Regions from separate parts of the Pan troglodytes genome. Here all the other regions are linked to region 2. A link is a contact called in public HiChIP or PLAC-seq data. All regions are on one chromosome and are shown on one strand. Each heading gives the region's core, a stretch centred on a gene start, on an enhancer-like site or on the middle of the called end of the contact. The rest is flanking DNA. Distances are from core to core; before and after follow the strand shown.

Region 1 (4,032 bases), core at 16-2,515, 180 kb after region 2:
AACCTGTCTGCAGATGCCTCAAGTCTGGGGCTCTCCATCGCTTCCCTGACACATCTGGAACTTGGGATTGACTCTTGTGGTGGGAGGCAGAGCCTGTTCTTTCTCATTGCCTGGAAGGGGAAACCCGGCCCTGGCTGTCCCAGACCCCCAGACTTTTCTCAGCCTCCCATGAGAAGAACTCAGAGGCCGGGAGCAGTGGCTCACTCCTGTAATCCCAGCACTTTGGGAGGCTGAAGAGGGTGGATCACTGAGCCCAGGAGTTTGAGATCAGCCTGGGCAACACAGCAAAACCCCGTCTCTACAAAAAATACCAAAGATTAGCCGGGGGTGGTGGTGGGTCAGGTGATCCGTGGTGGGGGATCACCTGAGCCCTAGAAGTTGAGGCTGCAGTGAGTCGTGATCGCGCCACTGAACTCCAGCCTGGGCGACAAAGCAAGATCCTGTCTCAAAAAAAAAAAAAAATTATTCTCCATTCTCCACCTCCTACCCCAGCTCCCCCACACTCTGCCCTTTCCTCAAGCCCCCATCCTCTTCCTTGTTCTTTGGCAATAGATTTGTATAGCCCATTAAACCCGAGGTTTAATCACCAGCAACAGTAAAGCCAGCACTTTCCTAGAAGGAAGGAAGCATTTAATCTTCAAACTCTCCCTAGAGATGAGGAGCACTACTTCCCTTCCATCCTTCCAGCTCTACAAGAAAGGAAAGAAAAACAGTGGCCGGGCGCCGTGGCTCACGCCTGTAATCCCAGCACTTTGGGAGGCTGAGGGGTGGGGGTGGGGTGGGTCATTTTAGGTCAGGAGTTCGAGACCAGCCTAGCCAACATGGCGAAACCCCGTCTCTACTAAAAATACAAAAATTAGCTGGGCTTGGCAGCGGGAGCCTGTAGTCCCAGCTACTCGGGACGCTGAGGCACGAGAGTCGCTTGAACCTGGGTGGCGGAAGTTACAGTGAGCTGAGATCGCGCTACTGCACTCCAGTCTGGGCGACAGAGCGCGGCCCTGTCAATCAATCAATCAATTGATCAATAAAGGAAAGAAAAACAGAAGCAGTTCTACCAAGTCTCTCAATGCCGTGGCCTTCACATCGACGCTCAATGAACGTTCTCAGAAGGGAATCTCCTCTCCTCCCGGCCTCTTCGCCTGGGCGGGGGCCGCAGGCTGCCGCGGAAGCCTCTTCCCGATGCTCTTCGCTCAGGAGAGCCCGGCCCAGGAGAGCCCGGCCCAGGAGAGGGACTACAAGTCCCAGGCTGCCTTGCGGCGGGCGCCGAGCGCCGGGCGCGCGGTCCTGCGAGGAGACGTGGCAGAGTGCGGCGCGCCCGCGCCGGACCGGAAAGCCGGGGAAGTGGCTGAGGAGGGAGGGCTGCTAGCCATGGCGACCAAGACGGCGGGCGTGGGGCGGTGGGAGGTAGTGAAGAAGGGTCGGCGGCCTGGGGCCGGCGCCGGCGCCGGCGGCCGAGGCGGCGGCAGGAAACGCAGGGCGCTCGGGGAAGCAAACGGAGTGTGGAAATACGACCTGACCCGTGAGTACCCGCCCTGTCCCGCCGCCTACCCCAGGCCTGTCCGGCAGGGTCGCAGCGAGCCGCTCCCAGAACCTGGGCGCGAGCTCGCAGGCACATCCCCGAGCGCCACGCTTGCGTTGTCTGTTTGGAGCCTCACGGGAGGCAGACAGCTCCAGGGAAGGTTGCGGTCCTCACCTCCCAGATGAGTAAACTGAGGCCCAGTGAAGTTGGATACCTTGGCCAGGGTCATGTGTCAGAGGGGCTAGGATTCCGGTCCTCAGACGCTCAGTTCACTGCACACACTCTCCCAGCTGCCCAGGGCCCTAGCTGGTCTCTCTGGGCAGGTGTCTGAGCTTTGAAGAGGTACTGTGGATCATTATACACGGTGCCCCCTCTTTAAGTAACCAGGTCATGGAGGAAGGGACAGGAGGCCCAGCAGTGGGAGAAATGACCGCCACACACTCAACACTCACCAGGAATTATAAGTGACACCTGGTTCTTCCACTGAGGAGTGGAGAAAATTGCCACTTGTTGGTTATAGAGTTGTCATGTCGGAACCAAGAGGCGTTAGGGTAGGACCAAGATGGAAAAAGCTTGTCTTCCCAGACTAGTAGCCACTCACTGAATAAGGCAAACCTCTATATCCAACCTCTCTGCTTGTTCCTACATACTCTGATTTGTCTAATGAAGAACTGCCCCATCTTTATGAAAGAGCCCATAGACTCGAGAGCTGTAATGAAAGAAGCTACCAGGAGAACAGCCTGCCCTGCTCCTTAAGCAGTCCAAGAGGAAGGGACTTTGAGACAGGCTCTTCCCTGGAGATGAATTAGGTGGCAGTGTGGGGAAAGGGACCACTGATAGGTGAGGCCTTGGGGACTCAAGGGTGGCCTGCCTTTCTCTACCTATCTTCACCCCAGCTGCAATCCAGACCACAAGCACCCTTTATGAGCGGGGCTTTGAGAATATCATGAAGCGGCAGAATAAGGAGCAGGTCCCACCCCCTGCTGTGGAGCCTAAGAAACCAGGGAACAAGAAGCAGCCAAAGAAGGTGGCAACTCCTCCCAACCAAAACCAGAAGCAGGGCCGCTTCCGCGGCCTGGAGGAAGCACTGAAAGCTGTGAGTGTGCCTAGACATGAGACGCAGAAAGAATGGGGGCTTGAGATTTAGAGAAGATGAGAGGAGGGGGAGGTGGATGGGCAGCTGAGATCCTATGGGATTTGAAACACTTTAAGGGTTGAGAGGAGTTCAGGAAAAGATGGAAACCCCAGGGGAACAGAATGCCTGCACTTAGAATAGAAAGGAAATGGAAAATTTATAGGGAAACATGGATTGGTAAGAGGAAAGCCTTGAAGACCCAGGAACACCAGGGAGGAGATGGAGAAACTGGTTATGATTCTCTGTCCTATGGAAATACTGATCTTTCATTTTCTGTCTTGTCCTCTGTTTTCCTCTTTTTTTTTTTTTTTTTTTTTTTTTGAGCTAGAGTCTCCCTCTGTCGCCCAGGCTGGTGTGCAGTGGTGTGATCTCAGCTCACTGCAACCTCTGTCTCCTGCCTCAGCCTCCCAAGTAGCTGGGATTACAGGCGTCTGCCACCACGCCTGGCTAATTTTTGTATTTTTAGTAGAGATGGGGTTTCACTATGTTGGCCAGGCTGGTCTTGAACTCCTGACCTCAGGTGATCCGCCCACCTTGGCCTCCCAAAGTGCTGGGATTACAGGTGTGAGCCACCGCGCCTGGCCCTCTGTTTTCCTCTTGAACATGTGGAGGGCCTGAGATCAGCATTTTCAGCTGTCCTGTTCCATTCTTAAAGATGTGGGTACAGCAGAATTGCAGCATTCCATGTTCTTATGCTTAAAAATGGAATCCCTTCTTCTACTGCCACCTAGTTCAACCATTTTCCCACCCCTACCCCATTTCTTTACTCCCTCACTCACAACTAGCCATGGTGGGGGGTTGGGGGATTGTCCCTGGCAGCTGGATGTGGCAGACCTGCAGAAGGAACTGGACAAGAGCCAGAGTGTGTTCTCTGGAAACCCATCCATATGGTTGAAGGACCTGGCCAGCTATCTCAACTACAAGCTACAAGCTCCTCTAAGTGAACCCACGCTGAGCCAGCATACTCATGGTAAGTCCTTCCAGCTTCCTCAAGCTCAGACAAGTTCAAATAAATTCAAAAAGGGTGGTATAACAGATCCCAGTGCCCCACACTGTCCTGATTTCCATGGGTGATTTGGGCTGGTCTCAAATCATCGTGACTGTGAATGTTTCTGGGCCTCATTCTGTGATCCTCCCTCTGGGCCTCCTCAGAGGAAGGATCCCAGCCTCAGTGCAGGGGCCTTTGCCTCCACTCACCATTCTCAGGGAGAGCACCACAGTTCTCAGAGCTGATGGGTGTCTGGTCCTAGCACTCACATTGAGGCCTACGGGCCTTAGATTATCCCTACAGCCTGGTGAGCCGGGAGCTGCGTGGGATCATCCGAGGGCTGCTGGCGAAGGCAGCAGGGTCTCTGGAGCTCTTTTTTGACCACTGTCT
Region 2 (4,070 bases), core at 1,112-3,611:
CCTTTCATGGTGGTCTTTAACTTGTATTTATTCTGAAGTTTGTTAAGGCTGTTGGGAACTCAGAACACATTTACTCATAAAAACCAGTAGCCCTGGGCTTTGTGAGGTCTGACCCCCAACCCCTGCCTAACTCACCATCCCCATTCTCTTCCCATCACCCTCATTCAGGGACTTGACTTTCAAGACATGGTGGGTTCTTCTGCTGTCTTCCAAATACCCCCTTGGGTTCCCCACCCATAAGCTTTTGCTCCTTCACCCCAGAATCTCAGACCTTTGCTTAGAACTGTCCATCAAATCAATATCCAGGTGAAATCCAAATTCTAGCTCCTCCATCTCCCAGTGTTATGCAGAACTGATTTCTTTCTCATCTGAATTCTTATTCTACTTTATCTGACCGAGTAGTAATATGAGCTTTATAATAAAAATCACAACATATTGCCTTTTGTGGCTGTTACTGTGGGGAGTGTCACATATTCTTATATCCCTCACACTGTTCAATAACCACTTTCTGTGGGATAAATAATAATAGCTGCATTTGTTGCATGCACACTATGCCAGGCAATGTGCTATGGCCTTTATCTACCTTTCTTCATTTAATTTCCACGACAAGGTTAAAAGAATGTATATGACCCCAATATTCTGGGTGGAGCTAAGGGTCAGATGGAGTAAGTCACTTTCTCAAGGTCAAGTAGGCAGAAACTGAAGGAGCAAGGATTCCAACCCAGCAATGCGGGACTCCCAGCTCTGTGCTCTTTCTACTTCCCAGGAAATGGAGCCTAAGTTAGCAACAACAAACCGAAGTCGAGGACTGAGGACATATGCAACCCCCGGTTTGGGTGCAACCTTTATCAATGTCCTAAACTGACAGATGACGTAGAGGCAGCCGTTTCGCTGACTAGGGAAGGTAGCCCAAGAAAGCTAAGATGCTAGAATCCAAATTTAAGGTCTACGAGACGCTGCAGAAAACATTTACAGTCACTAGAGGGCTCTCTCTCCCTTAAGCGAAAAGCGCAGCACCGCCCGCGCGCGGTAGTCTCGGAACCCCGCCGCCGGGAGGCCGCTGGCAGCTCCACGCCACCTCCCTGCAGCCCAGTCCATTTTGCCTACATCCCTGTCCGGGCAAGCCCTGGAGAATCCATAGGGCAGTGCCCCAAGCTGGAGCAGTTTTCACAGCCACATCCCGGGCTGCACTGGGTTGGGGATGCTTTGAGGTTCCTCTGGGGGCTCCCTGCTCTCTGCTTACCAAGCAGAGGGGAGTTGGGAAGGGGAGAAGGAGTGCAGACTCAGGGGTGGGGTAATCCAGAAATGCATCCCTCAAAGGCCAGCCTGGCCTGGTCCAGGCCCTAAGCTCTCTGGGGAAGGACGGCAGGGAACCCCGCCTTGGCGGGCTCTGCGGGTCCTGCGCCCGGGTAGATTTTGCTGAGATGGGGAGAGGGGACCCCCTCCACGCCCCCGGAGTAGTGAACACCATTTTGTTTGAAAGTATCCTGCAAAGAGAACCACCTCACGAGGCCATGGCTGCCAGGGGACTCCTCTCCCCACCGGATCGCCGGGGAGCCCGGGGAGGGAGGGATTCTGCAGCTGCAGCTTGGGGGTCCTTGATGCTGCATTTTAACGCGCATCGCAACGCCTTTGGAGTGACATTAAGTGCAAAGAGGCAAATGACTAATCCAAACTATTATTACAACTGCAGAAAATAACACAGATCAATGGCAAAGGCTTGAACCGGGATTAGCTAGGGAGGTGGGACAAACCGGGGATGATCCTTCCTCTCCTTTTTTAGATTTGTTTATTTTGGTAAATTATGTATGTATTTAAACATGAAGAAACAGGTGAAGCGAATGTAAATTGGGTTATAAATAATTTCCAAAGGCTTCGCTGTCCCTTGACAGAAGCCAGAAATAAGACAGGCACTGGGCCTGAGCGCTCTGGACAGGGAAGCACCCGCGTGGCGCTGGGCAAAATCTTCTCAGTGGAGAGAACGCACTCCGGGTTCGAGACCTCACCGGGTGCAGATGCGAACTGCGGTGGCCCCAAGTGGCCGTCCACTTTGTTCATGAGAACAGTTTTCCTATAACGCCCACCCGGCCCTTTGCATCCTGCAATCTCGCGGGCGTCGGAGCCGGTCTTGGCGCGAACCAGGCGGCCTCGGCGGGGTCCTGCGGCGGAGGGCAGCGCGGCCGCAGCCCGGGAGAGGGGGCCGCGGCATTGTTTCAGTCCCTGGGGTGGGATCCAGCTGGGGGAGGGGAGGCGGGGTGTCCTCCGGAACCGCCCCCGGCCCTCCCCGGGGACCCGTGCCTCAGCGCGTCCAGGCTTTGTGGTGTCCTGAGTCGCCATGGAAACCCGAGGGAACGCGGAGCCGGGTGCTAGGGGGGTCGGTGAGTTCTCCGGCCGCGCCCTCCGTCCGCTCTCGGACCCCGGCCCTGCAGCAGGGCCTGCCGGGAGTTGTAGTCCCCAGGCGGCGGCGGCGCGCGGCGCCGAGGATGCGGGACGCCGCCTGTCCCCGCCTCCCCTTAACCTGCTAGCTGAGGTGGGGAGCGGCGGGAGGAGCCGGCCGCGCGGTGATTGGCGGAGGCCGCTCCCAGCCCCCGACACGCGCCCCTCCCCCGCTCCCCACTCTGGACTCCCGCGCTGGGCGCGCTGAGGCGGCCCCCGAGCGAGCGCGCGTGCAGCCGCCGCCGCCGCCCCGAGCACCCGCAGCTCCGGCGCCGCGGCGAGACGGAGACGGACCGAGCCACGGGCCCCCGCGGCCGCAGCATCTCGGAGGAGTGGGTGATGGCAGGGGGGTCGGTGGGCTTACCCCTCCCGGGCTAGGAAATCCTCCTCTCCCCCTTCTGTTTCTGCGTGAGGCGCACAAAAGGGCGGGGAGCCGGGTGAGCCTGGGGCCCGGCCGCAGGGGACGCGGCGGGAGGTGTGGTTTGGGGTTGGGAGGTGGCCATCGGGGCTAAGCCGGGGCGCTCTTGGGGTCCTCTTTGTACGCCCACGAAGCGCCGTGCCGGGCCTTGCTCATAGTAAGCGTTTAATGCGTGCTCGCGGGGTTGCAAAGCCCTGGGGTGAGGAGGCGGCTCGGCCGAGGGGTTTCGCGCCTAGCACGCAGTGGGCCGCTTTCCTAGCCGGGCGCGGTGCAGTGGACCGCTGGAGCGCTGGGCGGGGGCGCCTCTGGCCGGGGGCCAGTCCTGCCGGTCCCAGGATCTGCGCTGTCCCCGGTCCCACACACCACCCAGATACACACCCTCCGTCCTTCTCGCCTCCGAGCTGGGATCTGCCCAGCCTGGACCCGACCCGGCGGTCTGTTCCACCGCCAGGCTAACGGAGCGGACGCCTGCAGAGGACTCGCCCGCCGCCTCCGAACCTCCCGCCTGAGCCACAAAGGCCTCCTGCGGCTGCCCAGCCCGGAGCGGGCGCCGAGCTGGGTCCCTCGGCTGGAGCCCAGCGTGGGAGCCCGCCTTGCAGCATCGATCTCAGCGGGCACCGACGTCGACGCCCCGGGCCTGGGGACGGGGCTGTAGTCTGAGCTGGAGAGAAGCCGGGAGAGGGCGAGGGGAGGCCTCGGTTGAGAAAAGATGGGGATGGGGAAGGCTGGGGAGCTGGGTTAGGACAGGTAGTGGGTCTCGGGGAGCAGGGAGTGGGAACTAGGGTTTGAGGAGGAAAGAGAAGGGGCGGGGGCGGGTCCGAAGAACGAGGGAAGGAGCTCGGTGCAGGTGGCGCCCGGCGAGGCTGGTTCTGCTGAAGAATGGGGAGGGGAGGAGGGATGCAGGCGGGTGGAGGCCGCCTGGGTTTGAGGAGGGAGGACGGGAGCGAGGAGAAGACCCGCGCTGTGCGGGGGAGGGGGGCCTCCTGGGAAGGGGAGCCTCCCGAGGATGGAGGGGCAAGCAGCTGAGAGGCGGTCTCGGGCCCGAGGGTCCTCAGCTCCAGGCGTGGGGCCCCGCGGCCCAGGTGGCCGGCTGGGCGTGGCCCTCGGACCGGGGGTAGGGACCCAGGATGGCAGATCCGGGACCGGGCTGGGCTGGCTTGGTGAGGAGCTTTGTCTCCAGGCTTGAAACCAGCCGGTAGCGACTCACTTAGGGTTT
Region 3 (4,144 bases), core at 218-2,717, 230 kb after region 2:
TTTTTCTGTCCTGGCTTGTGATGGTTCTCTGTTTGGGGGCTTGTGTCCCATTCTCCAACAACCTCAGTTGCTCCTTAGTGGACAGCGTCTGGGTCTTACCTATGCCTTTGCTACCTGGGCACCTCCGCAGTGCCTGGCACACAGCATTCTCCTGTCTCCTTTCTGTCTAGTGCTTCTGTTTCTTTCTCCCAAGCATCCCACCACCTGGAGACCCCGGTCAAGAGCTGCGGGTCAGATGGTGACGGGGACCAAGCTTTTAGATCAAGATGGCACAGGTGGAACTTTCAGGTCAGGCTGACGGCTCTTTGCCTGTCACTGAGAGCTATCAGACTTGCCTCCAGGCCAGGGACTGACTTCCTTTGGTGCTCTAAAGATAGGTCCCAATTTACCTCACCGCCACCCTCATCCAGTTATGGCCTGACCATCACCAAAACAAGCCCAGGACCCATTTTCATTTATCCCTTTAAGAAAGGTTCTTTCTCTTCCTGCCCACGTGCCCTCTACCGCTTGACAGAAGCCTGCTCCCCATTGCCAGGTGCTTTTCTTCCTCCTCTGTTCTTTTTTTTTTTTTTTTTTTTTTTTTTTTTTGAGACAGAGTCTCGCTCTGCCGCCCAGGCTGGAGTGCGGTGGTGTGATCTTGGCTCACTGCAACCTCCTCCTCCCGGGTTCAAGCGATTATCCTGCCTCAGCTTCCTGAGTAGCTGGGATTACAGGCGTGTGCCAACATGCCTAATTTTTGTATTTTTAGTAGAGATGGGGTTTCACCATGTTGGTCAGGCTGGTCTCGAACTCCTGACCTTGTGATCTGCCCACCTCAGCCTCCCAAAGAGCTGGGATTACAGGCGTGAGCCACCACACCTGGCCCTTTCTTCCTCTTCTGTCATCTGTGGATTTCCCATCTGCCTCAGTGGAGTCCTTGACCTTTTCCTCCCTGGCCCAGCAGCACATTCTCCTCTCCTCCTTTCTCCCAAGTCACTGACCTGGTATTTAGTGTGTGTTCTCAGCCTCACCATTGACTTGCTGTGTTACCTTGGACAAGTCACTCTCCCACTCTGACCTCAATTTTCACATCTCTAAAAGGAGACTGCTAGACTAGACGGTGAGTGAAGGCCTGCTGAGCCCTCCGAGTTCATTCTCCCTTGTCCAGTCAGTCCTTGCCTCCCACCCTCCCCTCTGGGCTCCCTCTCTGGGGCCCTCTCCCCCAGGGGAGGTCTGCTCCAGCCCCAGGGGAGCTGCGGCTCTGGCTCCTGTTTCCAGTCGGAGTGACCAGCCCTGGGCCTCCTTCCCAGCTTCGGCCCTGGCTCCATGTGGCCCATCTGAGAGGCTGGCCTCAAGCCCGGCGGCAACTCCACATTTCTGTTTTTCCTTTTTTTTCCCTCTTTCCCGGAGTTAACAAGAAGCAGATGTGGCGCACGATGGTTGGAGAGGTGGGGGGAGGAAGGGGGAGGCCGGACCGCCAGCCAGACAGGGGGGAAGGGAGGGGAGCCAGCAGGGAGGAGGAGGCCAGGGCCCGCCCCACAGCCACTCTCGCGCCTCCGAACAGCCACAGGGGCAAAGCCCTGTCACCCCCAGGATCCGGTCATCAGGGAAAGAGGACAGGGAGACCAGAAGAGGGCCAGCTGGGACGAGGGGGCAGACGCCCAGGAGGCAACTTCTGAGACGCAGCTCCTGAGAGGGGCAGGGACCAGGCGCGGGAGGCCAGAGGGGGCACAGAGAACAAACCCCCTCAGAAGTGAAGAGGAGAGCGGAAGGAACCGAGAGGGGACGGACAGGAGCTGAGGAGGAAAGAGGAGGGGAGAGGGGTCAGGCCAGGCAGCCAAGGAGAAGACGTGTGGCCGGGAGCTATCAGCAGGAAACTGGGACGGACGGACGGGCCAGGCTCGGGCTGTCCTGTGGAGCAGCAGCATCCCCGGGGCCGGCAGAGGCGCCAGTGGCTGGGCGGGATGAGTCTCTGAGGGCCACTGTGGAGCGCCCCGCCATGGCCCCCCGCACCCTCTGGAGCTGCTACCTCTGCTGCCTGCTGACGGCAGCTGCAGGGGCCGCCAGCTACCCTCCTCGAGGTTTCAGCCTCTACACAGGGTCCAGTGGGGCCCTCAGCCCCGGGGGCCCCCAGGCCCAGGTTGCCCCCCGGCCAGCCAGCCGCCACAGGTAAGAGTCTGGATCCCAGCCCGAGGCTTGGGTGGTGAGGAAGGGGTCAGAATGCCACCTCCGCCTGGCTCTCTGCTGTGTCCGCTAATGCAGGGCAGAGGGGGAGTGAGAAGCCCATCCATCAGGTGGCTCCTCACATGCCCACCTTCCCACGGGGCCTTTTCCAGGACCCCCTGAACACATATGTTCCCTGGGTCACCTAGGGGGTCCGCTCCCACATGCCCCAGGGAAGCTACCCTGAGGGGACCGGGCCAGGCCTTCCTCCCAGCTGCCCTCTGTATCCTAGCCCCAGAGCCTCAGGGAGAACTTTTGTCCCCTTCTAGGGCTCCCTTGGCCCCATCCAGTAATCCATAATTCTGACACCACTCCAGCTCTGTTCCCTCCAGCCCTCCAGCCAGACACAGATCAGAGGCCGGCGTGAATGGGGCCAGGAGTATAGAACTGCAATCCCCAAGAGGGGCAGGCTCATCAATGGCTTATTCTCTACTTAACCCCAAGCTGGCCTGCCCGTCTTCTCCTGGAGGGGTGGGGTGGAAGCCAGTGTTCAGATCACCCACAGGGCCCGGGCTGGCTATGCACACACAGCATGCCAAACTGGGGACTGAGACAGGCCCAGAAAGGGACACACATGATTGTGTACATTCAGAGGCTCCCCGGGACCCCACCGCCATGAGGATTGACTGCTCTGTGGTTTTCCATTCTGCGCCTCTCCCCATCTTGAAAAGTCTTTATCTGCTTCTGCTACACAGGAAAGCGTGGGGGATAGGGAGGGTGGCCATGCCAAAGCCCTTGCTCTCACTGATCCCCAAGGGCTCTGCATCTTTGGAGCCTTCTTCAGCCCCTCTGGTAGCCCCTGGGCCCTCCTCCAGGGCGTGGATCTTTGGTCCTTGGACCCAGAGGGGGTTGTACCTACAGGAACTGGTGTGCCTATGTGGTGACCCGGACAGTGAGCTGTGTCCTTGAGGATGGAGTGGAGACATATGTCAAGTACCAGCCTTGTGCCTGGGGCCAGCCCCAGTGTCCCCAAAGCATCATGTGAGTCCCAGGGCTGGGGAACGGGCCCTTGGTGGGAACTGGGTGAGGGCAGATGGTGGGTGGCTGACTCAGGGAGTCTGTATGAAGCAGGGAGCGAGGGCAGGACAGGGGCTAGGGTCACAGCCATTTTGAGGAGATACTGAGACCACAGTTTGGCTGGTGGGAGACTGAGGGCAAACCTGCCTCACGTGCCAGCCCCAGATGCCTTCTCTGGGATGGCTCAGGCTCAAGCAGAGGAGTTCAAGGTTCCAGCACAGGGCAAGGGAAGGAAGAGCAGGGATTTAACCCTTGGCCAAAAAGCTGACAGCTGTCAGCTAAGCAAGGCCACATGTTGGACAGTAAGAGGGACCCAGCCTGAGGGACAGGCCATGCCCACCAGCAGCTGCCCACCCCCGAGGACAGGGACCAGGGTCACTGACAGTACAGGGAGGAATAAAGAGGCCTCCTTCTGCCTCTGCCAGGTACCGCCGCTTCCTCCGCCCTCGCTACCGTGTGGCCTACAAGACAGTGACCGACATGGAGTGGAGGTGCTGTCAGGGTTATGGGGGCGATGACTGTGCTGAGAGTCCTGCTCCAGCGCTGGGGCCTGCGTCTTCCACACCACGGCCCCTGCCCCGGCCTGCCCGCCCCAACCTCTCTGGCTCCAGTGCAGGCAGCCCCCTCAGTGGACTGGGGGGAGAAGGTGAGTGTGGGAGCTGCTGCGAGGGTGGCAAGTTCCAAATGGTGATCCAATGCAATGGGAAATGTGGGGCCAGGCTGCTGGGGGAGTCTTCTCTGGCTCTATGCCAGAGAGAAGAGAGGGGCAGAAGCGTTAGTGAGATCGCAGAGATTCCCTGCCCGTGTGTGTGTGTGTGTGTGTGTGTGTGTGTATTTGTGTGTCTGTGTGAGAGAGAGGGAGAGAGCACGCAAAAGATGGAGAGACTGAGAAAAAGAAGGCCAAAAAAGAGAAGGTGCTTGCACA

What was found. HiChIP or PLAC-seq counts read pairs in DNA pulled down with a chosen protein or histone mark.
Region 1: a contact with region 2 is called in an H3K4me3 HiChIP or PLAC-seq map of stem cell-derived excitatory neurons, with 2.2 times the contacts expected there. The contact joins the promoter of TMEM214 here to the promoter of DPYSL5 in region 2. A contact is called at or near these places in 3 of 7 Hi-C or Micro-C datasets (blood and induced pluripotent stem cells) and 1 of 1 datasets of contacts at active chromatin or transcription factors (stem cell-derived excitatory neurons).
Region 3: a contact with region 2 is called in an H3K4me3 HiChIP or PLAC-seq map of stem cell-derived excitatory neurons, with 2.7 times the contacts expected there. The contact joins the promoter of EMILIN1 here to the promoter of DPYSL5 in region 2. A contact is called at or near these places in 1 of 7 Hi-C or Micro-C datasets (stem cell-derived neural progenitor cells) and 1 of 1 datasets of contacts at active chromatin or transcription factors (stem cell-derived excitatory neurons).

The regions. Positions count from the first base shown.
Region 1 is chr12:95,821,246-95,825,277 of NHGRI_mPanTro3-v2.0_pri, reverse strand. It overlaps TMEM214 (transmembrane protein 214), which reads left to right and starts at 1,265. Exons shown (of 16, transcript XR_010149175.1): 1 at 1,265-1,519; 2 at 2,416-2,615; 3 at 3,474-3,624; 4 at 3,933-4,032.
Region 2 is chr12:96,007,144-96,011,213 of NHGRI_mPanTro3-v2.0_pri, reverse strand. DPYSL5 (dihydropyrimidinase like 5) reads left to right here and starts at 2,361. Exons shown (of 13, transcript XM_003308916.6): 1 at 2,361-2,768.
Region 3 is chr12:95,775,695-95,779,838 of NHGRI_mPanTro3-v2.0_pri, reverse strand. It overlaps EMILIN1 (elastin microfibril interfacer 1), which reads left to right and starts at 1,467. Exons shown (of 8, transcript XM_515351.8): 1 at 1,467-2,148; 2 at 3,064-3,183; 3 at 3,645-3,865. The coding sequence starts at 1,979.